Linked DNA regions of Mus musculus: region 2 is linked to region 1. A link is a contact called in public ChIA-PET data. All regions are on one chromosome and are shown on one strand. Each heading gives the region's core, a stretch centred on a gene start, on an enhancer-like site or on the middle of the called end of the contact. The rest is flanking DNA. Distances are from core to core; before and after follow the strand shown. Region 1 has its middle 14 kb from the start of Pofut2. Region 2 overlaps Itgb2 (integrin beta 2).

Region 1 (6,587 bases), core at 2,032-4,531:
ATGACCAAGGCAAGTCTTATAAAAAACAACATTTAATTGGGGCTGACTTACAGGTTCAAAGGACCAGTCCATTACCATCAAGGTGGGAGCATGGCAGCATCCAAGCAGACATGGTGCAGGAGGAGCTGAGAGTTCTATGTCTTCATCCAAAGGCTGCTAGCGGAAGACTGACTTCCAGGCAACTAGGGTGAGGGTCTTATACCCACACCCACAGTGACATACCTACTCCAACGAGGTCACACCTATTCCAACAAGGCCACACCTCCAAATGGTGCCACTCCCTGGTCCAAGAATATACAAACCATCACATGTAGCAATAGCAGGTTTCCCTACAGAACCAGGCATGAAATCTCTCCCATGGAGTAGGCCTCAGCTCACCAGAAGAGGCTGGTCTCTCTTTGTCCCGCATCTAAGAAGAGTCATGTCTTCAGCAGTAGGGTCTTACCATCGAGTTATGATGGGTACCTAAAAGCAATGGCAACATCCTGTATAACTTTTAAATTAGTGAGTATACAAGCCAGATTTCATTTCTTTTTTTCTTTCTTTTCTTTTTTGTTTATTTTATGTCTATGAATACCAGAAGAGGGCGGCGTCAGATCCCATTACAGATGGTTGTGAGTCACTTGATGTGGTTGCTGGGATTTGAACTCAGGACCTCTGGAAGAGCAGTCAGTGCTCTTCACCGCTGAGCCACCTCTCCAGCTCCCCAGGTTATATTTCTTAGGCTGAAGTCCCAGGGACAGAATTGCTGGTTCACAGTATTTGCATGTTCACATCTTTATGATTTTTGTTATGCCTTTCCAAAAAGTAATGATCTCTAAAGCAACCCCCTCTCAAGCATGGAATTGTGTCATAGGTAGCTCAAAAACAATCAAGACTTTAGGCCATCAAAATTTCATAAACTAGCCAGTCATGGTGGCAAACGCCTCTAATCCCTGCACTCAGGAGGCAGAAGCAGGTGGATTTCTGTAAGTTCGAGGCCAGCCTGCCTGAACTACATAGGGAGTTCCAGGGTTCCAGACCAGAGCAGTCATGACTACATAGCAATACCCTGTCTCAAAAGGGGAGAAGGAGAGAGAGAGACAGACAGAGAGAGAGAGAGAGAGAGAGAGAGAGAGAGAGAGAGAGAGAGAGAGAGAGAGAGGTTAGTTCAACTAAAGTCACTACCTGACACACCTCAGACAAGTAAGTTTCTGGGTGATGGTTGCACATGCTTTTAATCCTAGCACTCGAGGCAGAGCAAAAAGAATCTCACATGGAAGAGGGCAAAGGCCAGAGGCCAGAGGCCAGAGGATGGAGGTAGAGGCAGAGGCAGAGGCAGAGACAGGTAGTGGATCTCTGAGTTTGAGGCCACCCTGGTCTACAGAGCAAGTTTCAGGACAGCCAGAGCTACACAGAGAAACCTTGTCTCAAAAAAATCAAAACAGGAGAGTTTCCTTTCTCACATGCAAAGGAATGAACGTGGAGCGGAGTAGAAAGCAATGGCCGACTACATGTGGTGCAGTTCACTATTCGTTCTGCCTGCCTTCACCGTCGCTCTGTGGTCATCTTCCACCCTGAGTCTGTAAAGGCTGGTGTTCATGGTGAACACTGTAGGGGTTCATTGTCTTGGAGAATCTTTGTGCTGCCATCTGTGAAGGATGCTGCTGGCCGCACACACACAGCCAGGGAGACAGTCACTGACCTGTGGCAGAACTATCTGTAGATATTCCACCCTCTGGTCCCTGGCCCCGTGGTGTCAGGATGCCGCTGGTCAGCTTCTCCGGCGATTAGAGCCACCTTTGCTCCCGCAGCTTGCTTTCCTGCAGCCCTCCAAGGTTGAATTACATCTCACCTCTTGGGGTTCCTCAGTCTTCTGAACATGAAGAGTAATGTCTAGAACGTTTCTAGAATGTTCATTAGATAGCATGGACCTTTCGATTCTGTCACCTGGTCCTTCCGCCTCTCTTGCCTCTTGCGTCTGTGGCTTTCTGTGTTGAGCCCCGTGGTACCCTCGGTTCACCAGCTACTCCTTAGGCACTGAGTTTTCTGTTTGGCTATTTGAATCGCTAAGGAGCCATTATATTTTCATTCTGGAGGTTGCCTGCTTCAGTACCCTCTGTTACTTCTGTAGACACGGCCATCAAAGTCTCCTTAGCGCTGCTGCAACCTCTTGCTTTCTGCAGTGCTGTGCGTGTGTCCGTAAGCCACGCACACGACCTCCCAATCTCTATAGAATTACACAAGACATTTGAGGATGGACTCCTCCAGAGGATTTGTGGGGTTTTTTTCTGCCATGACTTGAGACCGGTCATTTGGGAATTTATTGATTTGGGGGGGAAGGGCAGGTGAGGGCGTTTTTTAAAAATAAATCTCTCTCTCTCTCTCTCTTTTTTAATTTATGTATTTGTTTTATGTGAGTATACTGTAGCTGTCCTCAGACACACCAGGAGAGGGCATCAGATCCCATGACAGATGGTTGTGAGCCACCATGTGGTTGCTGGGAAGTGAACTCAGGACCTCTGGAAGAGAGCAGCCTGTGGTCTTAACTGCTGAGCCATCTCTCCAGCCTGGGACCATTTTCTATTCTACTTCAAAATGCCCTTTGGTTAGGAATTCTCTCAGAGGGGATTTAGTTCAGTGCTAGAGTGCTTGCCCAGCACCTGAAGAGAGGGGGATTGCAAGCAAGTCTGTCTATCTGTCTGTCTGTCTCTCCTCTCCTCCCACTCCTCTCCTCTCTCTCTTGTCCCCCTGTCCAGAAGTGAGGTTAATGCCCAGAGTACCCTGGCCCCTTCCTGTGCTCCAGTCCCACTCCACCCCCACTCCATTCACTGTCCCCCAGAGTGCTGCCAGCCTGCCTTGGCACACACAGGCACTATCTCCTGCCACTTTTCTAGGGCTTGCTCAGCCAGGAACCTGTGAGGAACCTACCCAGTCACTCTGGGGGCCACTTTCTTCATAGTTTCAGCTGTGGGGAGCCCTCTCAGTCCTCCCAACATAGTCTTGTGTCCAAAATGGGTTTCAAATGGCCCTGCTGGGGTTCCCAGGTATGGAGGTCCTCTGTGGGGAGCCCCATCTCCACAGTGAGTCACTGAAACTTCCAGACCCTTTGAAGTTCATTTCCTCAGCCTTGGCCTTTATCTCCACCACACCTTTGTCTCTCATTACCCTTCACAAAGGCACTAAAGCCACAGAACTCGTGTTCATTCATCCTTGCCATTCCCTGAGGCAAAGGAGAGTCAGAGAGGGTAACAGACCCCCCCTCTCCTACCCCATCCTAGACTTGCCACTCCCACAGGATGGATTCGTCTTTGTCTGAGGGCCCATGGCCCTGTTTGGGGCTTCCTCTGCAAACCCACTTAGCCTTTCTCAAGAGCAGACAGGTTCTGAAACTGGCGGGTTGGAGGTGCTGTCACCCACAGACTCCTAGGGGTTGCAGGGCTCTTCCTGTGCTTCTTTTGATGTGGGGAGAGCCCATAGCGCCATGTGTCCTGCAGGTCTAAAGTCTTGCCAGCCCTTTGTGTGGCACGAGAACTGCCAAAGAGAAGATAAGGGAGCCCTGCTTCTTCCCGCCAAGGCCTCTCTCTTCAGTGCCGAGGGTTGAATTTGTCACAGGCCATTTACTGCAGCCTCCAGCCTCCCATTAGTTAGCTGATGCGGCAGCAAGAGGTAATGGCTGCCATCACTGAGACAGATGGTGCTGGCACCAGCCAAGGTGTGACTCGAGACAGTCCCCAAGTGTGTTTCCTGCCCATTCTGTCCCCCTCCACTTCTCCCTGAAGCTAGCAACCAGGTCATTGAATTCATACTGCCTTGGCTTACTTCTGAAGAGAGGCAGGCTCCAGTCCAGCCAGGGTCACGCCAGCTCAGCCTTCCCCATAGACCTCGTCCCCTGCCCTCCTAGTGGACTCCCAGAGGGCAGATGGGGAATAAAAGCAGTGGCCCTAGCTATCCAGCCATGCCCTGGACACCATGTCTCAGAAATATCTCTGTCCCACCTTGGTACATGTCCTGCTACAAACTTGCCATACATGACCTTGACCAAACTACCCCTGTGACTCTCCCTGCCATGTGGGCTCCAGGCCCAGTGGACTGGCTACTCTGTCCTCTAGGGTGAGATGGCTCTGAGGAGGCTATCTGAGGTCAGCTCTGACTTCAGGAAATCAGGAGTGATAGGCAGGCAATGTAAGGAATCGGGGCTCAATGATTGATTTATTGGTTGGTTGATTGGTTGATTGATTTATATGCGCACACTGTAGCTGTCTTCGGACACACCAGAAGAATGCATTGAATCCCATTACAGATGGTTGCCAGCCACCATGTGGTTGCTGGGAATTGAACTCAGGACCTCTGGAAGAGCAGTCAGTGCTCTTAACTGCTGAGCCATCTCTCTCCAGCCCCTCAGTGATTTCTCAAACTCGAATGCTGAACTCAGCCCTAACCTGGTAAATCTGAACATGGTTCTGTTTGGAAATGGGGCTGTTAGAGAAGTGACTCCGTACACTAAGGTCCCCAGGGCAAGCCAAATCCAACACGACTATGCTGTTATGAAGGAGACTGGGCACAGGGATGGCTCTGTAGAGACTGGGAGATTATACCCCCTGTGAGCCAAGGACAGTGGAGAGTGGACAGTACTGCACTCCACCTTGGAGCTCCAGTTACAGATGTAATTTTTGTTTGAGGCTGTGGTCTGTCATCTGCCGCATATGTTTGTCCCCCTGGAGTCCCCAGTGGCTTCCTGTTGTTCTGGGACCTGTCTAGGTTCTGTGACTGAGTATACTGGGTCCCTGCCCTCCTAAGTCTTTAACAGCTGGCAGCAAGGACATCTACATAAGTCCCTGATGGTGGATGGACGGCTCAGGTAGAAGGTGGACACGGCCCCCGTGGTCTTGAAGCGCCCCACTCCATAACCATGATGGCAGTGATACTATGAGGAGCTTGGCATGCTGTCTGGCATGGATCTGAGGACGGTGTTAAGTTTAGCTCTTGCTGTGTTTGGGCATGTGTTCACCCAGTGTCCTTTGCTGTGAAGTTGGCAGTGCCAAGAGACATGGTAGAATAATTTAGAATTAGGTCCGGTTGGGAGGCCCTCCAGGCTCATTGTTCACAGAAAGGCCAGGTGGTCCTAAGGAGCCTCTTGTCACCCCATGAGAGGGTCCTGAGAGCCACAGCTCAGTCCCTCCCAGCTCCCAACCCGTCTGGTGGTTTGATCCTGTCCCTTTAGCAAGGCTCGTTCCCATGAGCTACTGCAGCCGAGGTAGAGCCTGTGGGGCTGGCACCAGGACATTTCCAAAGCTGTGAGCTAAATAACCCCTTCTCAAAATGGATGAACACAACTCCTCAGAGGCTACAGAGCCTGTCCCAGATGCCCTCAGGCAGTGTGTGTGCCTGATGTATAGTCCTTGGTGTCCCAGTTAGCTGCTGCCGTGGAACAAATTGCCCTGTGGTTTCACCAAGGATGGTCACTTGTCATCCGTCTGGTCTCTGCACAGAGACCCCCAGTGGGCTGCTCTATGCTGTCATCCCCATTTGGATGGCCCTGTCAGTGCTGGCGAAGGCATTATGGATTCTACCATTTGCCTGCAATGCCATGCTGCTCTGGGTAGGCCCCAGGTGTGATTTCAGGGGACACCAAAGACCATATGGTCCTGCTGTTCTTTCTGACCACTGACCTTCCTCCCAGCTTGATCCAACGTATCCTTAGCATTGCCTTGTTCATTTGGGGCAGGAAGCACTGCCTTCCAGCTACGGGTGCATTATGGTATACTAGGTTCCTCATTTTAATCTCTCCTGGGAATGGACTTCCTGCCTAGGTCATCAAACGCAGGGTATATGGTCAGTGCCTGGAGACTGCCAGCAGATGACACAGTGCAGCCTCAGAAGTCCATAAAAGACGCCTTAACCTGACTGATACAGGGTACTTGCAACATGTAGCAGTTCAGGCCAGGCATCTAGGGAGACTCTAAAGAAGTCCCATGTAGATGTTGTCTTTCCCTTGCTACATCTGAGGACAGGGAAGAGAGGATGATGGGAGAGTTGTAAGCCATCATAGCCAGGTCACTGAAATTTCACAAAGAAAGCTGTGTAAGATGCTAGAGCCGAGTGTAGGCTAGTCCCCAGCAGGACATGTCTGTGTGTCCAGCCATATCTGCCGTGTTAGTGTCATCTGTACCAGAGGGACTTGGAGGGCAGGCTCCACTGTCCACAGTTAAGAAGTTCCAGGCAAAGGGAGCATCCTGGCACAGAGACAGCTGGGGGAGGAAAGGGCTGTGGTATGTACCGTGGCACCAGCAGCCATTGCAAGTCACACACACACACACACACACACACACACACACACACACAACCCTGACCCAAATGACCCATCCTCCTTCTGAATAGCTGGAACTGCTCTCTGCTGTGGACTTCTGGTCCTGGGCTCTCCTGGACAGAGCTGGCTCTGGAATTTGTTTTAGAGCTGTCTCTCTCTGTTCGTGGTGAACTGCAACCCATCGTTGTATGGAACTGAGCTGCAGGCTCACTGATATTCCTGTGACAGATGGCTATCTCTCCAACTGGTCGGGCTACCAGTAGACTGGTTCAAGACTTCACAAGGCTGCCCAGCTTTG
Region 2 (6,587 bases), core at 2,248-4,747, 260 kb before region 1:
TATAGCTCTCACTGTCATGGAAATCGCTCTGTAGGCCAGGCTGACCTCAAATTTACAGAGCTCCATTGCCTCTGCCTCTGGAGTACTGGGATTAAAGTCACGTGCACCATGCCCATCAAAGACCCAGAGGTTTTAAATGAAGCCCACTTCTCCTCCCCACTTAAGGGAAGACAGGATGTCCTCCCCAGCTTTCTGAATTAACAGACTATATAGCAAGGCAGGGTGGAGGATTTGGGCCACTGGAACCCATCTTAGCTCTGACTGTCTCCATATCTCCCTGTCCCAGGGCATCCAGCTCAAGCTGAAGCTGCTGTTCTTGGTCCCACTTCTGTATCTTCATCCCAGAGCTCTTTGCCACACCAGTAGGGTGACACATGCGTGTCCAACAACTTGCTTGGCTGACCTGGGGGCCTGACCCAGGTCCCTGAGATCTGCATGCTGGCATTGCAAATCCAATCAGGAACAGCCCCCTTTCTGAGGCTGCTGTGGGGAGGGGGGCAGAGAGAGCCCTTCCAGGTCACAGGCACGGTGCTTCTGGGATCCCCCCCCCCCCCCCCCCGCCAAACAGCCATGAAAGTCAGTATTCAAACTCAGTTCTCCAAATGGGGAAACAGAAGCTCCAAGCAGCATCAGGATAGAGGGCTGAGTGTCATATTATATATACCTATGTGCATGAGCATGCAAGCACACACACACACACACACACACACACACACACACACACACACACGAGTTCAACTTAGTTACAAGATCAACCCACAGACCACACTTCCCTGACCTTGAAACATCATCAGAAATGGGTGGTGGCCAAGGTAGCCACCTCCTGCTCCTTGTCCAGGGTGTAGAGAGTGGGTCTAGCTCCACCTGGGCCCACTGTGTCCCACAGAAGACCCCAGACAATGATAGTGGCCTGAGCTTGGCAGGTGGATGGATGAAGATCAAGGTCCAGGAACTAAAAGGAGTCTGGTCCTGAGCTCCTTGGCAGCCAGCTCCTGTCTCTGTGGGAGTCAGCACAAGGAAAGGTCTGCCTGGCCAGTTCTGGGGCTTTGAGCGAAACCAGCATCATAGAACCCCAAGAGAACAAAGCCGTTCTAATTCTTTCTGCCTCCGTTTCCTTTGTGTAACTGGAGCAGATCGTGGGTGTTCGAGCTAGGACCATCCACGGCTTTCCCTGAAGCCCTGATGTTTGGAGAAAAAACACATAGTCTCTTGTCTAGAGCCTGGAATATGCTTATCAGGGCTGGCAACAGTCTGGGGGCCTTGGGAATTTCTGGCTTCATCCCAAGAAGTCAACTCTTGTCACTCTAAAGCTATGGGTATTAGTATCAGTAGCAAGGTCTGCTGTGTGCTCAGTCTGATGTCCTTGAGATATCCCATTTTCCCCTGGTACAACATTGCTTGATTAGCTTTTCACGGCTTAGTCCCACTATATGATAGGTTTGTTGTTGTTGTTGTTGTTGTTGTTGTTTTCAGACACTGTCCTACTTCTCCCTTAAAAACTGTATATAAGGGCTGGAGAGATGGCTCAGCAGTTAAAAGTACTGACTGCTCTTCCAAAGGTCCTGAGTTCAAATCCCAGCAACCACATGGTGGCTCACAACCATCCGTAATGAGATCTGACACCCTCTTCTGGTATGTCTGAAGACAGCTACAGTGTACCTACATACAATAATAAAATAAAGTTTTGGGCCAGAGTGAGCGGGGCTGGAGTGAGCAGAGGTCCTGAGTTCAATTCCCAACAATCACATGATGGCTTACAACCATCTGTACAGATACAGTGTACTCATATACATTAAATAAATAAATAAATAAATAAATAAATAAGTAAATAAATAAATAACTCTTTAAAATAAACTGTATGTAAGATGTTCTTCTTCTTCTTTTTGTAGACCAGGCTGGCCTGAAACTCAGAGATCTGCCTGCCTCTGCCTCCCGAGTGCTGGAATCAAAGGTGTGCACCACCATCACCCAGCTGGATGTACTTCTTAATAAACTTGCTTGGCATCAATCATGAGCTTGTGCATGACCTCTTGACCTCAGATTTCCTATCTTCTTTATCTTCTCATCTCTGAACCCTCCCTCTTAGGGCCCTATCACTGAAACAGGACCTGTTGGCCTAGGGCACGTGGGACCTGTGCTCTGAAGGACAGGTTTGAATTTCAGTGTCTGATACTTTAACTGCTGCCCCCTCCACTTAACCTGACAGCCAGCAAATGGCCGTCTGGTGACAGTAGCTCCCAGCTCCCTGGAACTCACTGTACCACCAGAACAGGCACGAGGTCAAAGGTAAGTAAAAATGCCCAGTGGTGGATGCTGTCCTCCTGGCTACCTTGCAGCTCTGCCGTGTCTCCTCTAGCTTTTGGACATCACTGGGGCTTTTTGGATCTTCAGGCACGTATCCTCAACAAGTCATGAGATGCAACTTTATACAGAAGCCTCCTGAGAAACCCAGCCCGAGTAGCTGTCAGAACTATGCACCAGAGACACCCCGATCTCTACCATCTGCTTGGCAAGTGCTGGTGCAACCCAGGAAGTGGTGAAGATCAGCAGGCCCCTAACCTTGTAAGGTCTGGGTTGTTCTTCCCTGAGGATTCCCTTGGGGACTATGGCATTCAACAGAGGAGTGAATAAAGACCCCACTTCATGACGGATAAAGCACCCGGGTTCTGTGATGGGAAAGTATCCACATCCTAACACGTCCCCGAGAAGAAGGAAATACACATGGCAAAAGAGGAAACAAGAGACAAAAGGTAATTTGGGCAGGGTGTGGTGACCTACAACTGTAATCCTAGCACTTGGGACCAGGAGTTTAAAGTCAGTCACCCTCTCACGTACATAGTGAGTTCAAAGCCAGCTGAAGGGGCATGAAACCTCTCTCTCTCTCTCTCTCTCTCTCTCTCTTTGTGTGTGTGTGTTTGTGTGTATCTGTCTGTCTGTCTGTCTCTCTCTCTCTCTCTCTCTCACACACACACACACACACACACACACACACAGAGAGACAGACAGACAGACAGACACACACACAGAGCAGATGGTGATGTAAGAAAGTCAGCAGAGGTGGAGTGAATGTAACAGAAGGCTGGTGGTGGGTGGCTTCCTGTCCCGTCAGAGGCTCCTGGCTAAGAACAACACGGGGTGGCCTAGGTGAAGACTGGCTGAGCCTAAGTGTAGTTTATGGGAGACTAGATGGAGTCCTAGGGCCACCCTTGTCTCAGGAAAACAAAAAATAAATCACAGGGAATCACAGCCTAGTCTTGAACTTTTTCACCAAGGCCCAGTGTCAAGATGGAGTCACTTCTGCCTTTGGCACATCCACAAGGGGCAGATGGGCTCAAGGGTGGTGGAACTCTATTCGGGGATCAAGTAGCTCCGGACAGAGGACAAGGGACCACAGGAATAGAGGGAGCAGCCGGCTCTAGGACTCTGAGCTCTGGGCAGGCACAGGGACAAGGTTTGTTCCGGTTCCCTTTTTGTTGCTATGATAAAACACTTTGACCACAAGCAAGTTAGGGGAAGAAAGGTTATTTCAGCTTACAGCTCACAGTCATCACGGAGGGAAGTCAGGGCAGGATGTCAACTAGAAACTTGAAGTAAAAAGAATGGAGGAGCGCAGCTTAATGGCTCACCCTCCCACGGGCTTACACTCGGCTAGCTTTCTGCATAGCCTGTGACCACCTGCCCAGAGACTGGTGCTCCACCCTGTGGGCTGGGCCCGCCTGCATCCATTAATCATCAGGACATTACCCCACAGACATACCCACGGGATGGTCTGATCCAGAAAGTTCCTCAATTGACTAACTGCTGTGTAAAATTGACTAAGCTAATCAGGACTAGGGGCCTATGGGAACGGATGGGGTAGCTGGGTTCCTAGGGGTCCAGGCAGACAGGGAACAAAAAGCCAAAGGGGTCAGAGAGAGCACTGATTAGGGAAGAGGGGTGAGAGGGAGCACTGATTAGGGAGGATACTGATCGAGGAACTCAGAAAACCCTCAGAGCCTGCCTGCGAAGAAAACTTCACAAGTGATGAAGAAACATGGTGGCAGTGGTACTTATGATTGGTGGAGTCCAGGGATACTGGGGGCTGAGGCTACTGGCCAAATGGAGTTAAATGAGACTCCTTTCTAAAGCAATTTAAAACACGGCAATAAGCTGGGCGTAGTGGGACAAGCCTTTTAATGCCAGCATTTGGGAGGCGGAAGCAAGTGGATCTCTGTGAGCTCAAGGCCAGCCTGGTCTACATAGTGAGTTCCAGGACAGCCATAACTAGAAAGTGAGACCCTTTCAAATAATAAATGAGTACACATGTTAATTAATTCATTAAAATGAATAGAAAAACAACGCAATGAAAAGTCCCAAGTCTTAAGGGAAACTCCAAGCATCCTTACAGACATGTCAGTATACAAGAGGCGTCCTGCTGTCTATGGTGATCTAGTGTGGCCCAGCCAGGGCTCTGGTGCTGTTGCTGTGGTCACATTAGAATGAGAGTAGTTGGGAGAGTAAATGTTGGTAAAACACTTGTATAAGGACCCAGATTTCAATCCCAGAACACATGTTGTTTAAAAAAAAAAAAAAAAAAGGAAAAGAAGAAAGGAGCGGGGGGGGGGGGGGGGGGAGAGAGACTTGTAATTTCAAAACAGGTGATAGAAACAGACAGATCCTTGGAACTTGTTGGCCAGCCAGTATGGGCTAGCTGTTAGCTCCAGGGAGAGACTGTTTCAAAGGAGGTAGTGGTTCTTGAGGATGACAGCTGAGGTCTTCGGGCTTCCACCCAAACACCCAAAGAAACACACACACACAAACGCATACACACACACACACAAATATACATATATACACAAAAACCACAAAATACACACACACACAAATACACACACACACAAATACACACAAACAATTATACACTCACATAAATACACAAAAACACATACACACATAGCATACACACACAAATACACACATACAAACAATTACACACACATAAAACATACACATAAATATACAAACACACATAGCACACACACACAAATACACACACAAACAAATATACTCAAAACATACAAACACACACACACACACAGAATGAAGAGGAATCTGTATAACTCAGTTTTAGAAAAATCAAGCAGAGATTGAGGCCAGGGGATCAGAAGTTCAAGGTCACTCTTGAGTGAGTTTGAAGCCAACCTGGGCTACATTAAAAGCCTGTCTTCAACAGAACCCACTAAAGATACAATGGAAAAAAGATAAGACAAGGCTGTGTGCCTTATGGTAAAGAAATGTGTGTACAAAATCTAAAGGAAAACAACCAAGAAGACACTGTTAGAAGAAACCATTCCATGCATAATACACTCTACGGAGATAACCGCTAATTCTAGTGTAAACAGCGAATGCTAAGTTTCCTCTCTAAAAGAATTCGAGAAGCTAGTGACAGAAGGTGAGCCTTCAGAGAAGCGTGGACTGTGAACTCAGAGAAGCATTCAACAGGCAGAACACAGAGGCCGAGGGACGTGGGATGCCCATCAAAACTGGGACATTTCTGGAGTAGCTTACAAATGGAAGGTGGCAGCGTCACCATTTTAACATTCATGATGCCCTTCCTGTGGGATCTGGCGCAGCAGCGGCATAGCACGGACAGCCGCTGGAGCAACTCATTCTCACAGTGAGAGCAAATGGAAGGGAAAAAGAAAAAGCCATGGATCAAAACATGCCAGGTCTTGTGGGTAGCATCATCCCCGTGCCTTCAGGCTCCTTCATAGTCGGTCTATAGTTTCCAGCTTTGTATCATAACTGTGCACAGAGCCGACTTAAAAGCTCTGGTGAACACACTATGGGAAATTGCCTCTTACAGTCCCCCAAGCGATTGATGTTTCTGTCCCCACTGCCAACATTCCTGAGGAGAGGAGAGTTCCATCGTGACCTCGGGAAGAGGAAGAATGGTGACCTCACACTGCTATGGGAACCTGCTCATCAGACCTTTGCTAGCTGTAAGCGCTTGCTGGTCTCTTCAGGGCCGTGGACTGGGATATCCAGGCTGCTCTCAGAGATTCATAGGCTTAATTTTCCTGTGTCTTGCCCCCGCCCTGGCTGAGTTTCTGAATGTTCCAAAGCTCCCACCATTCCAAACAGCACCCCAGGGCACCGTTGATGGCTTCCCTTGGGAACTGACCATGAGCATCCTTAGACCCTGGAGCTCAGGGAGATCCTTGCCCATTTGAGACTTCTGCCTTGAAAGCAGCAGCATCGAGGCCTTGAAGTCCCTACATCTCTCACAGGCCGGATCTGAGCATCATAGAGGCCTGGCACGCCCATGTCCATATCTCTTGCACATAGGCCATAACTGGTTGCAATGAATCACTGGTAGGGACCCTGTTATGGAAGGCCCACGGGTGTCAGGGCTAGCTTCTGGAAGTGGACAGTGGTTCTCCAGAAACAGTAATGGAGATCACACCAGCATGTGGGCTAGCCTGTGTCTCTATTAACCTATGCCTGGCCTCAGTCTGTGGGTTTGCTCCAAGAGGACCAGCCTGTCACCTAAGCCCCAGAACCAGACACAGCAGCAAGTTATGTACACATTGGCTCCGCCCTAGAGC

The links. ChIA-PET counts read pairs in DNA pulled down with a chosen protein or histone mark.
Region 2: a contact with region 1 is called in an RNA polymerase II ChIA-PET map of effector CD8 T cells, with 24 read pairs. The contact joins two enhancer-like sites. A contact is called at or near these places in 4 of 39 promoter capture datasets (Sertoli cells, cranial neural crest, hippocampal neurons and 1 more), 6 of 115 datasets of contacts at active chromatin or transcription factors (bone marrow-derived dendritic cells, bone marrow-derived macrophages, craniofacial prominence and 3 more) and 3 of 9 other capture datasets (adipose tissue, liver and pancreatic islet).

Annotation. Positions count from the first base shown.
Region 1 is chr10:77,270,260-77,276,846 of GRCm38.p6, reverse strand. No RefSeq gene overlaps it. Among named protein-coding and RNA genes, the nearest start is that of Pofut2, 14 kb to the right of the region's middle. Within about 2 kb of position 3,281, at least 41 of the 459 cell types and tissues checked have an H3K27ac peak or open chromatin away from gene starts, as enhancers often do. A contact at or near this core is called in effector CD8 T cells, where this site is marked.
Region 2 is chr10:77,533,926-77,540,512 of GRCm38.p6, reverse strand. All of the region lies in intron 1 of Itgb2 (integrin beta 2), which reads right to left. Among named protein-coding and RNA genes, the nearest start is that of Itgb2, 6.8 kb to the right of the region's middle. Within about 2 kb of position 3,497, at least 113 of the 459 cell types and tissues checked have an H3K27ac peak or open chromatin away from gene starts, as enhancers often do. A contact at or near this core is called in effector CD8 T cells, where this site is marked.